Regions from separate parts of the Mus musculus genome. Here regions 1, 3, 4 and 5 are each linked to region 2. The links are chromatin contacts, called in public ChIA-PET, HiChIP or PLAC-seq and Micro-C maps. All regions are on one chromosome and are shown on one strand. Each heading gives the region's core, a stretch centred on a gene start, on an enhancer-like site or on the middle of the called end of the contact. The rest is flanking DNA. Distances are from core to core; before and after follow the strand shown.

The links. A called contact is a pair of places that touch in the nucleus more often than the background predicts. ChIA-PET counts read pairs in DNA pulled down with a chosen protein or histone mark. HiChIP or PLAC-seq counts read pairs in DNA pulled down with a chosen protein or histone mark.
Region 1: an HNF4G HiChIP or PLAC-seq map of pancreatic cancer cells shows a contact between it and region 2. The contact joins the promoter of Flnc here to the promoter of Strip2 in region 2. A contact is called at or near these places in 3 of 39 promoter capture datasets (hippocampal neurons and liver) and 1 of 115 datasets of contacts at active chromatin or transcription factors (pancreatic cancer cells).
Region 3: a contact with region 2 is called in a Micro-C map of embryonic stem cells, with 4 times the contacts expected there. The contact joins the promoter of Klhdc10 here to the promoter of Strip2 in region 2. A contact is called at or near these places in 2 of 484 Hi-C or Micro-C datasets (B cells and embryonic stem cells) and 1 of 115 datasets of contacts at active chromatin or transcription factors (memory CD8 T cells).
Region 4: a contact with region 2 is called in an H3K4me3 HiChIP or PLAC-seq map of embryonic stem cells, with 19 read pairs. The contact joins the enhancer-like site here to the promoter of Strip2 in region 2. A contact is called at or near these places in 2 of 39 promoter capture datasets (cranial neural crest and embryonic stem cells), 4 of 115 datasets of contacts at active chromatin or transcription factors (embryonic hindbrain, embryonic stem cells and stem cell-derived neural progenitor cells) and 2 of 9 other capture datasets (embryonic stem cells and pancreatic islet).
Region 5: an RNA polymerase II ChIA-PET map of memory CD8 T cells shows a contact between it and region 2, with 8 read pairs. The contact joins the enhancer-like site here to the promoter of Strip2 in region 2. A contact is called at or near these places in 11 of 39 promoter capture datasets (the C10 cell line, cranial neural crest, embryonic stem cells and 5 more), 1 of 484 Hi-C or Micro-C datasets (nephron progenitors), 8 of 115 datasets of contacts at active chromatin or transcription factors (embryonic forebrain, embryonic stem cells, memory CD8 T cells and 1 more) and 1 of 9 other capture datasets (adipose tissue).

Annotation. Positions count from the first base shown.
Region 1 is chr6:29,430,504-29,435,034 of GRCm38.p6, reverse strand. Flnc (filamin C, gamma) reads right to left here and starts at 1,882. Exons shown (of 48, transcript NM_001081185.2): 1 at 1,222-1,882. The coding sequence starts at 1,576.
Region 2 is chr6:29,915,349-29,919,991 of GRCm38.p6, reverse strand. Strip2 (striatin interacting protein 2) reads right to left here and starts at 2,979. Exons shown (of 21, transcript NM_177204.3): 1 at 2,762-2,979. The coding sequence starts at 2,917.
Region 3 is chr6:30,400,306-30,404,907 of GRCm38.p6, reverse strand. Klhdc10 (kelch domain containing 10) reads right to left here and starts at 3,053. Exons shown (of 10, transcript NM_029742.3): 1 at 2,758-3,053. The coding sequence starts at 2,914.
Region 4 is chr6:30,319,224-30,323,477 of GRCm38.p6, reverse strand. All of the region lies in intron 1 of 1700095J07Rik (RIKEN cDNA 1700095J07 gene), which reads right to left. Among named protein-coding and RNA genes, the nearest start is that of 1700095J07Rik, 17 kb to the right of the region's middle. Within about 2 kb of position 2,392, at least 40 of the 459 cell types and tissues checked have an H3K27ac peak or open chromatin away from gene starts, as enhancers often do. A contact at or near this core is called in embryonic stem cells, where this site is marked.
Region 5 is chr6:30,225,322-30,229,885 of GRCm38.p6, reverse strand. The region is part of intron 5 of Ube2h (ubiquitin-conjugating enzyme E2H); the gene reads left to right. Among named protein-coding and RNA genes, the nearest start is that of Gm31221, 49 kb to the right of the region's middle. Within about 2 kb of position 2,700, at least 48 of the 459 cell types and tissues checked have an H3K27ac peak or open chromatin away from gene starts, as enhancers often do. A contact at or near this core is called in memory CD8 T cells and pre-B cells, where this site is marked.

The DNA of each region.
Region 1 (4,531 bases), core at 633-3,132, 480 kb after region 2:
GGTGTGTGTGTGTGTGTGTGTGTGTGTGTGTGTGTGTGTGTAGGGGGGGGGGGTTAGTACTGGGACTGGAAGAGGTAAGGCCCAGGAAGAAGCCTGAACAGGGCAAAGGGCCCCGGACTGATCTCAGCTGCTAATTCCGGAGACCTGGAGATGGCCATGAGGGAGACTAGGGAGGGGGCAGATACCTAGTTAAATATTGAAGTCTCTGGGGGCAGCTTGTAGTGGTGGGCATCACCTGGTTCCATATACAGTTCCCTTCCAGGGTCTGGGGTGCATCCTCCCAGGGGGGTCCTTCTAGTACATCCCAGAAGGGCTCTAAGAGTTCACCCAAGACGCAAACTGGAAACCTTGGTCCTAGCGGGATAGGGCTGTGAAAAGTAAGGTATCTTCTTGCCACTCAAAACCCACCCTGGGCTTCTGGACTCTCTAGACTCCTGCGCCTCCCTACCCCCACTCAGAACTGACACACCTTCCAAATCTGGTTACACTCAATGACTTCCTCTCTTCCTCAGCCTTCCCCTCCCTCCAGGGCAGCTTGACCCTTAGCTGTAGCCAATCCCAGGCCAGGTGGTGGGTTGGAACAGGGCATGGACAGGCAGGAGTCCCCCTCCCAGACGACCTAAACGACCAGGGCAATCAGGGGTTAAAGCTCCCAGGACGTTGCTCAGTGCCTTTTTAGGTTTCTGAGGCCGGGTTCTGTTTGCTCTAGTCCGGCCAGATCCCAGATGGGGAGCACATGCCTGCCAAGCGCATCAGCGAGCTTCAGGCCACTAGTCTCCCTGGCCTCAGGGCCCTGAGAACCCAGAGACGACTGGAACCTGTCTTAAGACTGCTTTTGCCCAGCGACGAAGGCGATGGGAAGCCATTTGCTTTCATGTGGGTGGCGGGATACGCCCCCAAGGAATTAGCACTGGGCACCAGCCCTGTCCTCGCAAGCATGTGCAAGCAAGGGTGGCCCGGTGGAAGGAAAAGAGGGGACTTTGGGCAGGTCGGTAGGAGTGTGTGTAGGGAGGCTGAAGCTAAGATGTTTGGACAACTTCGGAAGGGAACTTCTCAGGGGTGCCACCTGTCCTAGAGGGGTATCTGGGCTCCAGCCTGTACTGGCGAGGGAGAAATCAGACCAGGCAAGGGAAAGGTTTTCTGTTCCGGATCTCAGTACCCGCACCTATGTGACCTGTTCCTACCCCCGCTGTGACCGTTCCCTGTGACCCCCGCACTGACCGATGGACACGAGCTTGATGTGTTCCCGCTCCAGGAACTCCAGGGCCACAGACACATTTTCCAGCTTCATTTGGCGGAAGTTGGGGCGCGGGTGGAACTTGCGGTACATGCGCTTCTGGCTGAGCACTTCGAGCAGCGCGATGAGGCGCAGCCCGTCGCTGAGGTCTCGCTGCAGGTCGGTCAGGCGCTTGCCCACACACTTGAGATGCTCGTTGCACCACCGCGTGAATGTGTTCTGCTGGATCTTCTTCCACGGTGCGTCCTCCGCTAGGTCCTTCTCCGTGGACGGCATCTCGTCCGCCTCGTCAACCAGGCCGAGGCCGGAGGCGTCCGAATAGTTGCTGTTGTTCATCATGGTGGCGCGGCGGGGGGCCGGGGGAGTACGGCCTGGGGATCGGGCTGTGGGTGCTGTCGGGGCGGGACGCGGGGACACCGAGTTCTCGGAGACTTCGTTAGCGCTCTGGGCGGCGGGGCTCGCTGGCCTCTTGGGCTGAGCTGCTGGGCTGTCCGGCTAGGGCTCTCTCTCTCTCCCGGGGCGGAGCGGTGCTCGGGAAGTGCGGGCCGGGCCGGGGCAGTGGGTTTAAGAAGCCCCCGGGCTGCCGACCCCCCCGCCGCGCCCGCAGCCCCAGGGTCCACGTCAGAGCGCCGGCCTCCCAGGAATGCCGCCCGGCCCGCGGGTGGGGGCCGCGCTGAGCCCCACGGCCCCGCCTCCGCCCGCCCCTCCTCCACGCAGTCCTCAGCAGGAGCGGGGATGGGGTGGGGGCGCTGGCCCTGAGCTTCCCCATGCACACTGTACACCCCAACCTAGTCTTAGCCATTTAGGGATGAGGGACACTCCTTCCACACTCAGATTGGGTTAAAGAAAGTAATGGGGAAACTGAGGCAGTGGTTAGGGCTAGACAAACTGATCTGGTGTTGACAGAACTTTCTGGAGTTGGTGACAAGGCTGTTGACACAGCCTAGGAGTCCTGGCTTCTAGCCTGGTTGTATTGTCCACCTGTGAAGAACTCAGAAAGGAAATTGTGTGTGTGTGTGTGTGTGTGTGAGAGAGAGAGAGAGAGAGAGAGAGAGAGAGAGAGAGAGAGAGAGAGAGAGAACACCAGAAGGAGCAGGGACATTGACCAGGAGAGACTGAGTTCAAGGGGGCTCCATGACTTTTGCCACTTTACAAGAAAAAAATGCTTAAACCGTTATTTGGAATCCAAACCCAGGGCCACAGGGAAACCAAGGCTCCTGACCTGACTCAGTGTCCCTGGTCATTAGCCCATTTAGACTCACTGGCTCAGAATGAAGCTGAGCTCAGAACAAGGGTACCCAGTGAGTCACTTTGTGTGCGCCCCCCCCCCCCCCGTGACTCAACCAAGTTGATGAGAGGACAAAAGGGCTGCCCAGGTAGTACCAGGGAGCCCCCTGGGCAATGTGCCCACATGAGCCACAGGGCAGATCTTCCCAGGGAAAGTAGAAGTGTGCCAAATAGCAGGAAGAGCCCTGGCAGAGCAGCCAAGGGAAATGTGACTGGGGCAAGTGGGCAGGGCCAGGGGCAAAGCGGGCAGGAAGGGAGGCAGGCTAGAAGCCTAGGCAGGATTGGGTTGAGGGCAAGCCCAATAAGGTGAGAGACATGGGAAATGTTCACAACAGAGAAACTGAGGCAATCCAAGCTGCCTGCCACACACAAGGGAAGGACCTACAAATGAATTTACATCGCAAGGAGAGGTCAGATGTGTGTCCACTGCTTCCCCATCCTTCGAGACTAAGTAAGCTTAGCTTTGAAGGAAGACAGTCCTTAATTCAAGCCATGTGACCGCTGAGGCTTGGGTAAATCATTTTACCTTATTTCCCTCCTCGCAGTCATAATGAAAGGAAAGGCAATAATAAAGCATCTTTGGGAGCTCTTTCCTCAAGGGCAGACGACAGCGGTGCCCACTATGGACTTGGAAAGGAGTTGGGGGAGGCGGAGCTTATGGTGAAGCTCCCAGCAATCATTTCTTTTTCCTTCTCACCTAAGGAGAAGGCCTGGTCCTTAGGAGGGAGGGGGAGGGCAGAAAGGGCCAGGAGCAGAAAAGAGCCCTGTGGTGCATGGTGTGTGGAGCAGGGGTGTCTCTGGAGGCCCTGATAGTGACAGGAGAGGTATAAATAGCTAGTGCCCCGCAGCTCATGTTCGTTGGCTGCCTGTGACAAGGCGCTTAGGAATTCCACTCTCCTGTTGGCAGCCCCCTCCTTGTCTCCCAAACTGTCATTCTCCCAGAGCGCTACCTTCACCCCTCAGCCAAAACCCCCAGCAGGCACCAGCACTGTCTATTTGAAAGACACAGCTCTCCTGTGGAGGGATGCCTAGCTCTGGATACAGAGCTGGATCACGCAAGCAAAGTTGTGTGTGTGTGTGTGTGTGTGTGTGTGTGTGTGTGTATGAAGACAGACTTTTGACAGCCCACTTGAGTAGGCTCTGTAATATTGTCTCTGTTGAAGAAACCAAAATACAGATCTGGAAGAGATTACTCTCAGAACTACTAGAGAGAGAAGTAGGGGTTTGGGCAGAGTACTGGGAGCTGAACTGTTATAGTCAGCCCCTCATGGCTCTCAGCCACCTGGTGGGTGTTATGAGGATCTCCAGTCGGGCCAGGGACTCTGAGGTGGAAATGATCAGAGGGGATCTAGCAAGGGCAGAGAGACCTGCCTCCCGAGGGAGGATAGCCTCCCTAGCAGTCTTTTCGCTTCATTATCTCACTCTGGGAGATCTGGGAGATGGGTGTGCAGGCCCCACAGGTCAGCAGAGCAGGGTACAGAGTGCCAACGGACGATTCCCGGCACCCTCCTCCCCGAAACTCGAGCCTGTTGCTCTCCAGGATAAATCGGGGCCTGACTCAGGCCCCAGCAGCCTGTCACAGTCAGCCTACCCAGGCGCAGGCTGGTGACTCAGCCCTCAATATAGCCCATGAGCCCAGGCCTCTGCCTCAGCCATGCGGGCAGAACAGACCGTGCGCAATGCTGTCCCAGGGCCTGCCAAGAGGGGCCCCCACCCTGAGAAGAGCTAGTATGTTCTTCCCACAAGCCAGGCAGAGGTCCCAGGAGGGGCTTTACAGGTGGTTTCATCAGCTGAGTGAGCGTGAGAAGTGTTGGCTAGGGCCACAGGCCGTTTATAGCCCCCTGAGTATCTGTTGACCTATCTCAGGAGACCAAGTTGACTGGCTTGCCTCTCACCTGGGCCTGCCTCTCCCATCAAGAGACAATGTTTATTAGCCACCAAGCAGAGCCATTTATAACAAGTTAGAGCCACAGGAGTGAGTCAAATGGATCATGTTTGATAAGTTTG
Region 2 (4,643 bases), core at 1,730-4,229:
GTCTATGAGTTTCTTCTATTTGGACGTTTCTGATTTGAACCTTTTATTTAAAAATTAGAATCTTAAATATAAACACCCCAGAGTTCAGTCATTCTAGCAAATTATCGTTCAAACTTGAAAGGGGTAATAGTAACCTGAGTTTACAGTTGGCCAAATAGAAATGTATACCATCTAGGAACTTCAGTTGTGGCTTGCATATGAATTGGGGGCAATCTTGTATGTTCACTACATCTGGGCAATTAGTGTCAGAATTGAATTCATTTGTAGGACATTCAGTTGGCATCAGTAACTATTGTTGGAAAATGCTCAGTTTTCTCACCCATAAAATAGGACAATAGTAAGGTTTTCTTCACTGGGTCACTGTAAAGACTAAGAGTTAAGTACAAGAAATGCCCTTATCATGCATATCTATCTATCTATCTATCTATCTATCTATCTATCTATCTATCTATCTATCTATCTATATCTTGATTTGTGCCAATTGTAATTCTCTTCTAGCAAAATTTTCAGGAGTTCTAGGAAAAGAAAACTATTTTCCCTAAGGATTTTCTTTACTGGAAAACAAAGAGGGAAGGAAAAGCAGATTTGGGCACTGCAAAGATGACAGGGGACGTACTAACAGTCATACCCTTTGCCTTAGAAGGTGGAAGTAACACTAATTTTTCCAGCAAGGCTTTTGGAGGCAATGAGCCCAGACAGAGATGATTACTGCAGTTGTTCATTTCCAAGCATGAAGAATGCAGCTGCGGAAAGTCAGGAGGTGAAACTCCGGGGAGCCACACTGAGCTCACTGGCAAAAGCAACACACTACGAGAGCCTTTTTCCTGCAGGGGACTGAGACAGGTGGGGATTGTGCCATGCCTCTACTTCAGAAGGAAGACCCAGCCTATCACTCTGGGGTCATTTATTTGCATATTGTGTCTCCCCACCTTTCCTGGAATGCTTGCTCTAGAAGGGCAAAGACCCTTCTGCCTTATTCACTGATATATCATTAACATCTTGTAACTTCATTGCTAGCCCCTCAAAATATTTGATCAAGAACAATGTTTCACTTCCTCCGTTTTGAGCTGTCCTCCAACATGGCCTCACCACCACAATAGTCCTCTGAAACCATGAGCCAAGATTAAACTTTTCCTTCATCGAAAAACACACCAATGTCTCTCTTGAGGAAGGAGGTATAAGGCACTTTTAAAAGAAAATCCCTACAAAGAAACCCTGTCTGTACAAGATGGTGACTTTGGGGGCAGTTTCCCCTGCTCCATTTACCTTTTAGGAACTAGGAGACGGGGGTGAGAGCTTAATGGCAGTGTATATGCTAGTGTTGGTCTCTGTACAACAAATAACCAAATAGACAGATTGATCACTTTGGAAACTGTGAAATACTATTTAAATGAATCACCACAGACTAGGACTCCCTCTGCCCCTTAACGAGAATGATGACAGTTATAAGTACTGACCAATTAATTATATGAACTGTTTAAAAGGCTTTGTGTTCGATTATCTCAACCTTCTGAGTTATTCAGTGGTAACTGTTTTACAAAAGAAACTAGGTTAGTTAATTTGCCTAAAGCCACACAGATAATAAATGGAGGTACTGAAACAGACAGACAGACAATTGGCCAGACAGACACTGAAACTTGGTGGTTTTGGCCATTCACTGTCAGCCAAGTGTCTGATCTCAGGAGAGTTGGTTTTATCTCTTTTACCTTTTGTCTCTAGATGACCAGACCCCTTTTCTGCTGCTGGGGATCAATTTAGAGTCTTGTGTAAGCTACACAAGCACTCCATCACTGAGCCACATCCCCCCAACTCCGTGGCTTCTACGTAGTAAAATGAAAGGTTAGGCTCACTGTGGTAGCATATTTTGTAATCCTAACACCTGAAAAACAGAGGCAGGAGGATCAAAGCTCTCCTCAGTTACACAGTGAGTTCAAGCCCAGCCAGGGCAAGTTGTCAATAGACGTTGCCATGGGCTGTCTCAAATAATTAAATCCAGATGAAATCGAATCAAATAAAGGCTAAACCAGATGACCTTCACATCCCCTTCCACATACATTTCGTTCCCCCTGAGTCCCTGCTTGTATGCAGTTTTGCTCTTGGTTGATAGATGGAATATGGCTAGATAAAATGTAGGGGAATAATAATAATTCATTCCTTTCCATGTCCCAAGTTAGTTTTTTTTGGTTTTGGTTTTGTTTTTTTCCTAAGAAAAGGTGGAAGATATTTAAATAGCCATCCCATTAGCTGCATCCTGGGACTGCTACTCTCAAACGTCGCCCTGGTCCTATCCCAGCTTGAATCCTGTCTTTCAACCCTCCTAGAAAAGGGGCGAGCTGTTCGCGGAAGGCGCTCCCTAAGCCACCGCCATCACCCGAGGGCAGGAGATATAGCAAGGGGAAGGCTGGTGCTCCAGGCTGGTCTGGTCCAGTCCAGTGCCAGTTGCTGCAGTGTGAAGAGGGAGGGCGTGCTGCCCGCCAGCCCACCCTCCCCTCCCGCGGCAGAGCTCGGGCTCCCGCCCCTCCGTCCAGTCCCTGCACCTCTATGCGCTGGTTCCCCATCGGTACACCGGGATCCAAATTCCGGCTTCACCGGGCGGCAGCTGTCAAGTATCTGGAAAGTATCTGTTACGCTCTTCGCGCCGGTTAGGAAAACCGCAGGCCAAGGCAAGAAAGCGGGCGACCCGCAGCGGGAAGGGACCGGGCTGAGGGCCGCTCCACCTCAGCCGCCGCTTCCCGCTGGCGGATACCTCCGGGTTCCTCACCTCCGACTCCCGCCGCTGGTTGCGGAACGTTTCCCTGCCCTTGGGCACGGCCGGCTTCCCTTTGCCGCCGTTGCCGTTCCCGTTCCCATTGCCGTTCCCGTTGCCGTTGTCATTAGCAGGAGAGCCGGCGGGCCCCGGTGCCGCGGGGTCGTCCATGCTGGGAAGGTTCCCTTCAGCGGTTCGCCTCAGCGGCTCCCTACCGTAGCTCCAAGATCTCTGCCCAGGGCGACCCCGCCACAGCGCGCGCCCGGGACCAGGCCCCGCCCCCTGAACTCCGATTGGCTGTAACTACTCTCCGAGGCCCCGCCCCGAGATGCGATTGGCTAATCAGCCATCCAGAGGCGGGGGCTCTTTCAAGGAATATTTTCCCCATGGACCCCCGGCATTTTTACTGCTCAGTTGCTGGTAGCCTGGGACTAGTAGACTCCACGTCCAGCTCCACGATTCGAATTCTGAACCCTGAGCGCAAGGCGGCTTAGCTCCGTGCTGCATGCTCTTTTCAGTGCTGTTCCTGTCCCACATAGCAGCCTTTTCCTGAGAGCCCTAGTCCATCCCTGGTCCAAAGTGCCTACGTTTCGGCGGTACTAGACCCGGACCCCCTCATCCAGGCTGCTGCACGCCTGTGACATCCCGCTTTGTCGCAGAAAGGGCTTGGCCTTCAGGATAACCTGAGCCACCACACCATAAACTTACCCTCTCAGGAAGCTTTCGGAAGAGAACTCTTGGAGGAGAGAATGAGAGTTGCGGGGAGGGACCTAACTGAAATCCCTGAGGGCTGCTCCCTGTCATTTGTCCCTAGCTGTGTGGGCGCCTTCTTTTTGGTGCGAATAGATGGCAAGCTCCCACCCTCACCCGCTGCTCTTTCCTTCCCATTTCTAAAACAATCCTAATCTAAGTCTAAGATGTTGAGTTCGATCCCCGGGTCCTCACTTGGTGGAAGGAGAGAATGAACAGCCAAAAGTTGTCCTTTGACACCAGACCTCCACACATGCTCCTGGTGTCCTCCCCGATTCCCATATACAAACAAATAAATATTTAAATTGAAAAGAAAAAAAAATCCTACGCCCTAAGAGCTAAAAGTAACCAGAAGGTAACCGGGTAGTTGAAGGCTGTGGATTCGGCTCTCTCCCGAATACAATTTAAATATATTGGCAGGTCTGGCTTGACAATGGATGAAGGGAATGGGAGGGACCAAATCGCTATGGTAACCCATGACTTTAAGACAGTGAAAGGATCATTGAGTTGGGACTGTGCCAAGCGTTGTATGTGTTTTCTTGGTACCACACCTCTTCCGGACAGGTTATTTTTTACGAATCCAGTTTTTATTGATGAGGAAATTCTGAAGCACAGAGAACACCCAAGGATTACATTAAGTCTTGTCTCAGTGTGGTAAGTATGCTGCTCTATAGAAGAAACTTCCGTTCACTTGGTTTACTTCAGTCTTGGCGTTTCAATTGCTGTGATAAAAATCCATGACCAAAAGTAACTTGGGTAAGAGAGGGTTTGTTTCATCTGATAGCCTACAGCTCATTACCTAGGGAAGCAGGAACTGTGCTTTCTGGCTTGTCCCTCCTCGCTTTTTAATACAACTGCTTACAGTGAGCCAGGCCCTTCCACATCAACCATCAGCCAAGAAAATGCCCCATAAACTTGCGCACACACAGGTCAGACTGCTGGGGTGTTTTTCCTCAATGGAAATTCCCTCTTCCAAAATGACTCTTTCTGGTGTCAGGTTTGCACAAAACCAGCCAGCACAGCTACTGATCTTTAAGATGACTCCTACTTCTCTACATTTTTTTTTTTTTTTGATCCTCCTAACTGTATTAGGTATGTTGCTATCAAACCAACTTTGCTGGGATCCCAAATTCTAGTACTGTATTCT
Region 3 (4,602 bases), core at 1,804-4,303, 480 kb before region 2:
CACTTGGTGTAGGGCCATCTAGGACACGATAAGGGTCTCAGCCTTACTGTGAGAGCAATGAAGCAGCAAGAAAGGTTAGGTACAGTGTCATGTGCCTGTATGCCACTACTCTAGAAGCTGACACAGAAGGGTGAAAGGTTCAAGGCCAGCCTGGACAAGGTTAGACCCTATGTTAAAAACAAAAAAGGTAAAAGAAAAAGGCTATAAGCAGAGATAATAAAAGATTTGTATTTTCAAAGATCAGTGATATATGAATGGGAGGCTCTAGCAGACGTAGGAAGTCTGCTTAGAAAGCTACTGCAGTGACCCTAAAGGACAGTGACAGAATTAGTTACAATGGAAACAAAATGAACAAGACTAGGTAGCTAACTATAACTGAAGTTGGTGGGGAGCTTAAGGAGACCCAGCTTTCAGATTCCCATAAGTAGATGGATAAAGGTCCTACCACCAAAGCCAGGCACAGGCCTTTAACCCCAGTGCACAGGAAGTAGAGCCTGGAAGATACCTTTGAGTTTGAAGCCACGCTGGTCTACATGCTATATAGTAAGATTTTTGTCTTTTACATTTTCTCAAAAGATACTATCCCTGAAAGACAATGAGGACACTCCAGGAACACCACCATATTATACTGCTTTGTTTCACAGGGACTGGACACAAGACAGAAATGTTAGAAAGAAGAAAAAAGGTTCTTCAAGTATGTGGAAGCCTTAGTAAAGAAGGGTGAATTGGAAAATAGGGATAGAAGTCAAAAGAGATGAAAAATTAATAACCAAACAAACAAAAACAAACACAAAATCAAAAAGAAAAAAAAAGAGGAAGAAAAGATAGGTCTCTAGCGTCAGCCATAAAACAGACCTACACATTCCTTCCTATTCCTCACTACCACTTAAAATAGTCTGAATTACTTCAAAATAGAGTAAAGAGCTATAATATGCAGTACCTAGGAGAACAAAGGATTAGTATGAAAGAATTTATTATTTATATCAACATATATTATTGAGCTATTGGGAATTTTCTAATTTTGAGAACGAGGGAAAGATGGAGACCGCCTGTGTGGGAAGAAGGAGCTGAATGCCAGCCTGGAAGAAAGGAAGCAGAACGAAGACTGACAACTCCACTTCTCCAATTTTCACAGTTTAAGCACGTTTTATCTTCACCTCTGGACAAATGGCTGTTCTTGTCCTCCTGTGCTAAGGGAATGCAGAAATAGCGCCATACTTCAGACCCTTATTTGAAATCATGGCTTACCCTGCCCTCATGTGGTAGCAGAGAGGAACTGCACCAGTATGTTGCAGGACCCTGAGAATGCCCACATGAAGTTCATGGTGTAATAATTAATCTATGACCAAAGACTTAAAAGATTGCAGGCAGAGAGCAAACTGGGAATAGTCCTTGCCAAGGGATTTATCTTCTAGGCTTAGTAATGCAGAAAACCTAGGGTTTTGTTGTTAACTGATGATAACAAAAAAAAATGTCTCCTTTTTTCTTGTTAAACATCACATATTTAGCAATTCCAGAATACCAGTCTGATACTGTTTATTCAAATCCAATTTATGGTATATTTGATTATTTACAAATGTCTCAATTTTATTTTAATGGCATGAACAAATGGGTTAATGAACATTTCTGGCACACATCAAAAACCATATCACAAATATTAGTAATTATCTCTCTGAATAAGTAAAATCCCCTTTGTTATCTTTAAATTAATCAACTGATTTTTTTTACCACCTAGAAGAACAAGTCACAATAGTAAACACAATTCAGAAACAATCAGGTTCTCAAAACATCTAAACAAATATACCACTGATACAATCAACTTAACACTAGTCACACATACACAAAAAAACATGGCGAAGGTCTAGTACATCATTCCTGACAATTCTCTTCACGGTGAAAAAAAAAAAAAAACACGACTGCCCAATAAAATGATTTAGCATTCTGTGCATGATTTAATTCTCTACCTTTTAACAGACTGAAAATTTGTAAACGTACGCTTTTTACAACTGTTTACACACATACCTACATGACTTTGTTTTGTTTTTTTTAAAACATGTGAACTCAAAGACCATGAAATTTTTAGCAGTAGGTATATTTTTCCAATTTTCAGTTTTGATACCGGGATCACATCCTTTCGTTTCTTTATATTCATGATCTTCATTTCCCCCTTTTAAAATCTAGTCACCATTACCCATTCTGTCTCTGTACATCCCCAAATATTACTGATTCAACCATTTCCCTTAATCTTTTTTATTTTCTTTCCCATATACTCCCTAGCCAACACACACACACATACATACATACACACACACACTTTCACATGCTCATTCCATTTCAAAATATCCAACTCTGACACAGTTGGTTGGCTTTTTTTTTTTCCTTTCAAACAAAATCACTTCTATATTGCTCTCCTCTCCTTAATTTGGCACTCCTTTTGAAATAATTTTCCACAGTTAAACACCAATGTCTTTCTTTCACAACATCCATCCGCGGAAGAGGAAAAGATTAAGAACCGGGCAAGCGAAACATTTGGGAATGTCAAAGAGACAGCGGCCTCTCGGTCGGGAGGAAAATACAACTCTCCTCCCCGAGCTGTCGACACAGCGAGACTTCTCTTCGGCGTGCTCCGGTTCCCCTCCTGACCTCAACGCCACCTTCCTGCTGCTCTGCTTCCCTGTCCTCCCTCGGCTGTGTGTCCGAGGGGCAGCAGAGCCCGGCGACCGCCACCTTCTCGCCGGCAGCGGCCCCACCACTCACCTGGCAGGTGCGGCCGTCCCGAGAGCTGCACGAATCGGTTGAGCTGTCCGGTGCCCCGACCCCCGCCGGCCGCGCCGGCCCCGCTAACCCCGCTGGCCCCGCCGGCCGCGCCTCCTCCCCGCCGGCGGTTCCGGTCCCAGCCCTGGGCAGCCGACATGGCCCGCTAACGATTGCCGCAGCCCGGTCCCGGCAAGCCCCTGCCCCGGCAGCGCGAGCCGAGCCTCCTTCCCGGGCTCCTCAAGAGACCCGGGAGACGGGGGCCGGGGTAGCGCCGGGCTCTCCAGCAACCAATGGCTGGCCGCCTTGGTGACAGTGGACCAATGGGCAGTCTCTTTCTTGGCAGGTGGAGGGAGGCGGGGAGAGACGTGGTAACCATAGCTATAGCTAAAAGAGATGGGGGGAGAAAAGGCGTAAGCAGACGCTCAGAGAGCGCATCGATTCCCGGAGCTCGCCCGCTTCTCCGGGATGCTGGGGGCTCAGACCAGATAGTCGAAGACCGAGCGGGGAGGCTACGCCAGAGGAGACTCCCAAGCAGGGTCGCTGCCTCAGCATGGTCGATACTCCGGAATTCTGTCCCATAAGCACTGCATTTAGAAACATCATAGGTACACAATGCATGTACTTGGTGTTGGTACATCTGTCTGCAGTTCTGCAAACTGAGCCCCGGTCTGCGGACTGTTGCCACACACAAAGGGCTCACGGGAGGTGGGGGCAGGGGGAGGAGTCAGATGAAATCTAAAAAACTCCTGGCTTTCATCATTTGTTTTGTCTCACGGTGGCACTGCCGGGACCCTTCCCCTGCAAAAGCCACGTCAAGAGCAAACAGCTTTAAACCCGATTAGCAAATACCGAAAACTGTTCGATATTAGAGTAATCATAGAAACACAAGTGAAAATTTCAATAAGAAAATCTTTCAGGCATCAGTGAAGATCTTTATTTAAACACGCGGCTTGTGTATGCCTGCCAAGAAAAAAACAATAGAAAAAGATACTCTCTTAGATGACACACGATCAAGTAAATGTTTTACTCACACACACACACACAAACAATCCACCTCAATTGTCTTACAATATACACAGTTAACGATAGAAAATGGAACGGACGATGTGATTTTAAAATGTAAATATCAGAAATTCCCATCGTTTCAAAATTAAACCGAAAATTTGGCTTTGAAGTTGGGGAGGCGCAGTGCACAGTGGGAAAATGCAGATACACATTGCTGTTTCCAAATAAGGAAAAAAAACATAAATTTCTCAAGGGAAACAAAACCTTTCAAGATCTAATCTGATGGACTGCTGACCCCCTTGATGTTTCACACATGAGAACCTCACATGTTGGATTTTTTTTTTTTTTAAGGAGTGGGGTGGAGAAGGAGAAAGTGCTGAGACCAGAAGTCTCCTTTGATCTCAGTGAGCAAATTTCATGTCGTCATGAAATTTTGGTTTTTTGTCTCCACACCCAGTTTCTGTAGGAAAAGAAGTATTTTTATCCATTATGCATTATGATACAGTTTATTGAAATGTTTGACATCTGATAAAAAGAAAACCCATGGAGCTGGGGATGAAGGTAGCTCAGTTGCTTAAAATACTTGTCTAGCACCAAAGGTACAGTCTCCTGCCACAGTATAAAACTCAGCATGGTGACACACTCTTGTAATCCCCAACCGAGGATGGTGGCAGAAAGATCAGGCATTCAAATCCAGCCCCACTCAGATAGATACATTACAAGTTCAAGGCCAACCTTAGCGGCATAAAATCCAGACTCAACAACAACAAAAACAAACAAACAAACAAACAAACCCAGGACCACCAAGAGCTAGAAGGATGTATGCAGAGCACTGGCTGG
Region 4 (4,254 bases), core at 1,143-3,642, 400 kb before region 2:
TCTGGTGCTGCCAAAGCTGGGTGTTGTGAGTCATGCTTAGAGCCTCAGCACTAAAGTAGAAGCAAGAAAATTGCAATTTCAAGGTCATCCTCAAATATGGAACGAGTTTGAGGCTAGCCTGGGCTACTTAAGACCCTGATTCAAAAAATAAAGTTAGCCGGGCGTTGGTGGCGGACGCCTTTAATCCCAGCACTCGGGGAGGCAGAGGCAGGTGGATTTCTGAGTTTGAAGTCAGCCTGGTCTACAGAGTGAGTGCCAGGGCTACACAGAGAAACCCTGTCTCAAAAAAAAAAAAAAAAAAAAAAAAAAAAAAAAAAAACCAAAAAACAACAACAACAACAACAAAAAAAAAAAACAGAAAAACAAAAACAAAACAAAAAAAACCCAAAAAAAACAAAAAATAATAAAGTTAATAATTTCACGAATACAGAAAAAGCATTGGAAGGCATGTGGTTAGACAGGTTATTGATTGTTGGTTCCTTTGCTTGTGGATATGGGTTTTTTTTTGGCGGATCTGGGAGAAGGGACAGTCTTTTGGTTTTGTTTAGCCTTATTTTGTGTTTGCCCCGTCAAACCCTGGCTTTAACGTGTTAATAAAACTGACTAAATATGACCAGCTGATCTCCACAGCCTCTGACTTTCAGCTGCCTTTCCATGCAGTGCCTGGACTAAAAAGAGCCTGTTTTGCCTAGGTGACAACAGGGAGAGTTGCTCCCAGCAGGACACAGCCTGAGGAGGGCCCCTCAGCCAGATCTCCCTTAGGACTGGGGACCAAGTAAGTTCATCATCCCATTCCTGGGACACAGACTACTGCTTCACAAGGTACTCAGCGATCTCATAACAGACAGTTGGGCTTGCTCTTGAGAGAGAGGAATTTAATGCCTGCCATCTGTGTGGGCAAGCTCAAGGGCTCCCAAATCAAACCAGCAGGGTTTGAGAGAAAGCTACCTAATAACCAACATGCACATTTCTGAAAACCAAGGCCTACCAATCAGGATATTAATTCTCCACACCCCCACTTGCCTTATATCATTTGAGAAAGCATCTCATGTAGCCCAGGCTAGCCTCAAAATCATGACATAGCTGAAGATAACCTTGAGCTTTGGCTCTCTGGAGTGCTGGGATGTCAAGAATTTGCTACCATACCTGACTTTATATCTTTCTGGCAATAAAAACCCAGAGCTTTAAGCATGCTCAAATGCTCCACCAACTGAGCCACATCCCCAGCCCTCCTTGACTTACTTATTGATCATCATTGGGAAGCAAATCCTTGAACGCTAATTGGAAAGAGTCCCTATCAATGATAAACAAAGACACAGCTATGTACGACTTAGACATAAAATTGTCCCACCTGGGTGAATTTCGGGCAAGGGGAGAGCTCTATCATACAGTCAGGGGCAGACTTCTCAGAGAAGGGAACTATCAAGGAAATGCATTTACCTGTCAAAGGCAGAGTCAGTCCCACAGTGAGGGAAGAGAGCGGGAGTGGGAACAAATGCTACTGAGTTGAATTCCTCAAGCACTGGAAACTCCAGCACTGCATAGGAGACGAGGGAAGGCGGGGGAAACTATATATATTTAGCCGAGTGTGGTAGTGTAATCTTACACTTGGGATGCAGAGGCAGGCAGATATCTGTGAGTTTGGGGCCAGCCTGGTCTACAGAGTGACTTCTAGGACAACCAAGGCTACACAGAGAAACCCTGTCTTGAAAAAAACAAAATAAATAAATAAATAAATAGAAATTTAAAATAAGAAAGAAAAGAAAAAATTAAAAGCAGTTGTAGTTGGGTTTGTTGTTGTTGTTTGTCTGTCTGTCTGTTTTTTTGTATTGTCTGTCTGTCTGTGTTTTTGTATTGTGTTGCTTTTGAGACTGGATTTCACTCTGTAGTCCAGACAAGCCCAGAATTCACTTTGTAGCCCAGGGTAGCCCATGGTGATCCTCCTACCTCAGCTCAAGTGCTGGGCTTACAGGGAAAGTATCACACTCAGCTGTTTTTCTTTCAGAGTCTGGCTTTCCCCCAGCAGTGATTTTTTTCTCTGTCTCAGGGTTAGGAAGGAAGGACAAAGGCTCTGTAAAGTAGGGCCATGCATGCCCTTGGTCTGGTAAGTTTGGAGGGCCATCTTGGAGTCCCTCTGAAATAGTTTTTAAAACACTTCCTCCAGTTTGTTGGCCTTGTAAGGGTGTGGCAGACATGCAGATGAATGTCACACAATGCTCCCAAGGCTAAGCGAGGAGCATGGCCACTCCAGGACCTCAGGAGGAAGCGAGTCACTCCAAGAGCAGTAAAAGAAGTCAAAGGGGAGGTGGGACTGGGGTAAACTGTGCCCTGGAGACCTTGCCTTGCCCCTCCTGCCCTGGAGACAGGAATTCACAGCAACCACTGCAGCCCTCGCTCCTCCCTACGAGGATTTGCAGTAGAAATCAGAAGTGTAACAGAAAACCACAGACACAAGGGGATATGGGGCAGGCAGGAGTTTTAACTGGCTGATAATTATGGGGAACCAATACCAGCTTTGCCTGGGGTCCTGAGCACCCCTCTCCCTCGAGTGTTTCAGAAGCTTTTGGGTAAGAAGTTTGGGAGGTTATCCCTCACCAAAGGCACTGGGCAATGCCCCCGGCCAAATGAAGCCCAGGCCACCCAGATGTGTTGGAATCCCTCCTCACTGTAAAATCCTTCCATCCCAGAAGACTTCCCTCTCAGGAAATCAAAATCCAAGCCACGCCTTTGGGGAACAGAGCCTCCAAGGAAGGCAGAGAATCACTCCCCTGAAAACCAGTCTCCCAGGGGAGGAGGCAGGCCTGGGGCCCAGGTGTCTTTCCAGAAAACAAGGACCATCTAGAGGGTCTGAGGTGGCAGGGGAGCAGGCCCGAGGGAATGTTAGCAGGTAATTTAGGGAAGGGCTTCGCAGTCTCCATGCTACTTCTGAGGCAAGGAGACATCAACAATGAAGGTATAAACGAAACGGCTTGGGATTTATTTTTCTCGGGCACATAATACTTGTACATATTTATGGTCACACTGGGAAGATCTCTCTTAGGACTAGTGTACCATTTCCATTTCCTCAAACCTTGCTTTTCATTTGTTTACTTATTTATTTTTCTTTTGGGGCTTTGTTTGTTTTTGTTTGTCTGTCTTAGCTTGTGTTGAGACAGGGTCTCATGTAGCTCAGGCTGGCCTCAAACGAGTTAAATGGCAGAGGATGATCTTGGACTCCTGCTCCCCTGCTCCCCCACCTCCTAACTGCTGGGATTACAGGCCACCAGTCTACTTCCAGTTTGTTTTACTTATGTATCTATGTGTTTGCCTATCGGGAAGTTCTCAACAACTGAGAAAAGTCCCCAGCCCATTTTTTACTTTTTATTTTGAAATAGGGCATCATTAACTGGCCCAAGCTTGCCTTGAACTGTCTCTGTATCTGTATCCCAGGCAGCCCTTGAATTTGAATCTTCCTGAATAGCTTGGAGTGTCATGCCTGGCTCTTTTGATTTTTATTTGTTTTATTTGTCTTTGACACAAAGAAGCATGTAACACAGGCTGATTTTGAACTAGGTTGCAGAGACTAGTTTTTAATTCCTTAAGCCTCAGGCCTTTGAACCTCAGCCTCCTCCATGATGGGATTACACATGCGCATCACCAGCCACCAGATCTGGTTTTTCTTTTCTTTTCTTTTCTTTTCTTTTCTTTTCTTTTCTTTTCGCTTCGCTTCTCTTCTCTTTCTCTTTCTCTCTCTTTCTCTCTCTCTCTCTCTCTCTCTCTGTTTGTTTTTTCAAGACAAGGTTTCTCTGTGTAGTCCTGGCTGTCCTGGAACTCACTCTGTAGACCAGGCTGGCCTCAAACTCAGAAATCCGCCTGCCTCTGCCTCCCAAGGGCTGGGATTAAAGGCATGCGCCACCACTGCCTGGCTGTTCTTCTTCTTCTTTTTTTTAAAATCGAGGTTCTAATTCACTGTAAAGGATTACATATTAAACTGTTCTGTCTCGGTAGTCTACTCAGAGGAAGTGAGCAAGTAGGTCCTCTACATGTTCTGGGATAGAGCTGGGATTGGAAATTCAGGTCAACGACCTCCTTAATTCCTCTTCTTAGAGTTCAGCCAGACTGGAGTGTGGAAGCCCGGATTCCACACATTCTGCCTTTTAAGCACAGACTGCTACTTTTGACACAGAACACATGGGGAGGAGTGTAGCAGTCTGCTCAAGGTGTAGAAGGGACCTGGAGCCAATTCTCTGCCCAGTACCAGTAAGACAGGGATGC
Region 5 (4,564 bases), core at 1,451-3,950, 310 kb before region 2:
AAAGGAAAGGAAAGGAAAGGAAAGGAAAGGAAAGGAAAGGAAAGGAAAGGAAAGGAAAGGAAAGGAAAGGAAAGGAAATAAGGGCGTCTTTAATTATTTATGCAGTTTCAATCTCCTTTTTTCTTTATCTGTTTTTGGCTTTTCAAGACAAGGTTTCTCTGTAGCCCTGGCTGTCCTGGAACTCACTCTGTAAGGAGGGCTGCCTCTGCCTTTAATGCCCCTGGGATTAAAGGCATGGACCACCATCACCACCCAGCTGTTTTCTCTGTCTGTCTGTCTGTCTGTCTTGAGATGAGGTCTCGAAGTGTATTGGGATTTTTGCCTGTGCCACCATGCCCTCCTCTGTTCCAGTCCTTAGAACGCCCCCAGGACGCCTGCCCTGGCTCCCTACAGTCAGTACTTAGCCTGGCCGAGCACTGCAGTAAAGTCTCATGGTTGACTTTATTCTGGAAACAGTAGAAACTCCTGATTTGCTTGTGAATTGATGGTAGGATTTTGGAAATTCAGTGGCTGATTTTTTTTCCCTTAGTAGTCAAGGATATGAATAATGTGATTAAAATCCTAAAATGACTACAGTTTACATAGCCATAATTTGAATTACAATGGCCAGAATCCCAGGAAAGCTCTGTGTAAGTCATAGAAGAAATCATGGGTTCTAGACCACAGGAATTGACACCCTGTGATGACACCTTGGGTTCATCTTTTTCTCTAAGTGTGAGCAAGATTTTTTTTTTTTTTACTTCCTCTTCTTTGAGCCTGCTCCTTACTGAATTATGGAACAAAGGGGAACAGTGATGTGGCTGTTGACTGCCCAGGGTAGAACAGAACACAGAGACGTATATACTCCTCTGTCCTGTCCTGTTTGTGTTAAGAGACCAAGTCCAGGGCCTTGGGCTCGCCAAGCATATGCTGTAGAGCTGGAACTTGATCCTGAAGAGAAGTGACTGACTGTCTTTTTCCTGGTTGTCAGGGTGAGAATTTGGAGTCCTGCATGCCCTTTAAGGTCCACCTTGACAGAGATGAGACCTGGCAGAGGCATTTTTCTCAAGGCAGTTGAGGAAAAAAGCCTAATCAAACTCTGCATCTCTGAGTTCCAGGACAGCCAGGGCTACATAGTCTACACAGGGCTACACCCTGCCTCGAAAACAAAAGAAACAGAAAACTCCTTTCTGAGGACTGGGCTCTTACTTTTTATTTCTTATAGCCAAAGCAGCTTATAAAAGAAAGCATTTAATTGGGACTTGCTCCAGTTTCTGAGGATGAGTCCATTCCTCTCATGGTAGTAGGCGTGGCCTGGAACCACAGTGTGGAGCTTACTGAGCCACTGACTCCTCCCCTCGCCTCTATGCAGGTGGTAGGCAGGCAGAGAGGGAGGCAAGCCCTCCTCCAGACACACCTTCTAATGCTTCCTAAACTGCCCACCGCTAGGAACCATAGTCATTCCAACCACCAGCGGCCAAGGACAAGGGTGCTCAGTGAAACCCTTCCTTCTTCAGAAGGGAATGGATTTTCACAAAACTAATTTTATGCATGTCAAATCTAATAAAACTAGAAATATGAAGGAACTATATCAAAGATTTTATAGTTATCAGCATATCTATTGCTTTAATATTATAAGACAGTGGGCTTCCAGAGTGTATATACAAAGCTAATTCTTTGGGGGAGATAGGTGAAACAAAGTCTTACTTTGTAGCCTTGACTTGTTTGGAACTCAACTATATAGACCAGGCTGACCTCAAACTCTGCTTCTGAACGCTGGGATTGTGCTACCACATGTGGCTTGCAAGCTAATGCTTACATTACAAATACTCTGAAATCACAGTAAGTTTGTTTGGTGCACGCACAGCCGGAGGATGGACAGTAGGACAAACTGGGGGTGGGCGGCGGGTCCTGAGAGTGTAGACAGGGCTCTTGGGAGGTCAGACTACAACCTCAGATGCTGTTTCTCAGATACCTTGAACTGTTTGTTTGAGACAGGGCTTCTCAGTGGTATAGAATATCACCAATTGGCAAAGCTAGTTGTCTGTCAAGCTCCAGGGACCTGCCCAGCTCTGCAGTTATCTCCCCAGCACTGGGATGACAAGTGTGTGCCCCTGGCTTTTTCATGAATTCTGAGGATTCAAACTCCCAGGTCTTAATGCTTAAGAGGCAAGCATCCCCCTTACTGAGCCAGCCTTCACAATAATTCTGAAAAGCAAAGAATTTGCAAGTAAAAGTCCCTGTAATGATGGCTAATTGTGGTTTCAAATTCCTAGAGGTCCCACTGCCTCCGGGCCAGAGCCAGGAGCTCTGGTGCCCAGAAGCTGATGATCTGCACCCGGGACTGCTGTGCACTCCCCATTACAGGTGTGCCTCAGCACGTCTGTAACAGTGGGTCAGCAGTGATGAAACCGGAAGGAAGAACCAATGTTCAAGGGTTCTTTTATTGTTTGAAGCAAGCACATTGACAGAGGTACTTAAAAGTAGTAGAAAAGTTTATTAGATCTTTTTCTAGAATACGAGCACTCCCCTGGTTATGTAATAGGCAGTCTACAGTGTTTCTCTAGCCCCAAAGCCCTTCTGAGTGTCAGAGAACAAAACCTATACTTTATTTTTAAAAGGTTTTTGTTGTTGTTGGGTGGGAACAGTCAGTAGTAATCTTTGTCAGCAGCACCTGTCATAAACCACATGAGCAGCGTGAGCTGTTTCCTCCCTGGGGACTTGACAAGAAGCAAAAAGTAGCCGCAGAGTCAGTGTGGACCTTTTAGTGTTTAATGCCCACTCTGCTAGAAAGGGAAGCTGCAGAGAGACAGCCTGTCCCTGGGCACAGCATGGTAAATAAGCTCAGCAATAGGTAACCTCTGTAGGCCTCTGGGTTTTTGAGGTTTTTGGTTTTTTTTTTTTTTTTAAGATATATTTATTTTATGTATGTGAGTACACTACCACTCTCTTAAGACATACCAGAAGAGGGCATCAGATCCCATTACAGACACTTTTGCTATCTAGGAATAACTTGCTTTGCCCCACTGAAACTACAATTAGCCATCATTTCAGGGACTTGTACTTGCAAATTCTCTACTTTTCAGATGTTAAATCATGCACCACCATGTAACTGCAGGGAATTGAACTCAGGACCTCTGGAAAAGCAGTCAGTGTTTTTAACCACTGAGCCATCTCTCCAGCCCTGAGCTTCCATTTCTTTATGTGTGGATGGACTTGGTGGTAACCACCTCTGGTTGAAGTGAAGCGCTCAGCAAAGCTCAAAGTGTGTCTGGCCAAACTGGACATGGTGGCCCATGCCTATAATTCCAGCCTGTTGGGGGCAAGAAGGGTGAGGCAGAAGGATCAAGAATTTGAAGCCATGGCTGGCGAGATGGCTCAGCGAGTAAGAGCGCTGACTGCTCTTCTGAAGGTTCTGGGCTTAAATCCCAGCAACCACATGGTGGCTCACAACCACCCATAATGAGGTCTGACACCCTCTTCTGGTGTGTCTAAAGACAGCTACAGTGGACAGTAGACAAGAGCAAGTAGAGTTGGCCTGGTGAGCCGAGACGACCGGGAGAAGCAGGGGTCCTAAAAATTCAGTTCCCAGCAAACACATGAAGGCTCACAACCATCTGTACAGCTACAGTGTACTCACACGAGAGGGGGGCGGGGGAGGGAGAGAGAGAATGAATGAATGAATTTGAGATTTGAGGCCGGCTTGGAGTACACAGCAAGATTTTGGCTTGTGGCTCCTGGGATGTGTTAGTGGGACACTGCTGTTACTATCTTACCTCTTAATTAGAACTGTTGCTAATTCCCCCTGCTTTGGCTTATGGTTTGCACAACTATTTCTATTCTTCATCTTGTACGTGTAGGTGAGTATGTGTAAGTTCAAGTGCCCTGAGGGGCGCTTCATCCCCTGAGCTGGAGTAACAGACAGATATGAGCCGCCTGATGTTGGTGCGTCTGGTTGAACTCCGGTCCTCTGCAAGAACCCTTGACCACTAAGCCACCCTTTCTCCTCGTAATGTAGTCACTGTTTGCCATTTTTAACCCATTGTCTGTCTGGGGTTTTGTTTGTTTTTATTTTGTTTTAGTTTTTTTGAAACAGTCTTCTGTGTAGTCTTGGCTTCCTGGAACTCAGTTCCAGTGCTTGCCTCAAACTCATAGAGATCCCCCTGCCTCTGTGTTCGCAGTGCTGAGATCAAAAGCGTGTATGACTATGCACAGTGCCTAACCCATTGTCATACTTGATTCATTCTCCCCAGAATTAAATTGGGAAAGCAAAGAAAAAGCAATATTTTTTTGTTGTTGTTCTTGGTTTTTTTGGTCTTTGGTTTGGGTTATTGCTGTTGTTGTTGTTGTTGTTCTTGGCTGGGAAATAGGTCTCATTGCATAATCCAGCTGTCTCATACTCGAGCATCCTTGCGTCCGTCCGCATCCCATGTGCCGAGATTACAGAAGTGTACCAGTAAGTCCTGGCCTACTTCCCATGTTTTATTAGATATACCACCCAAGTGCTAGGCTCACAGGTGTGTGGTGACGATGCACCGCGTCAGGTATGGGGTGCTAGGGGTCAAACCCACAGTTTAGTGCATGC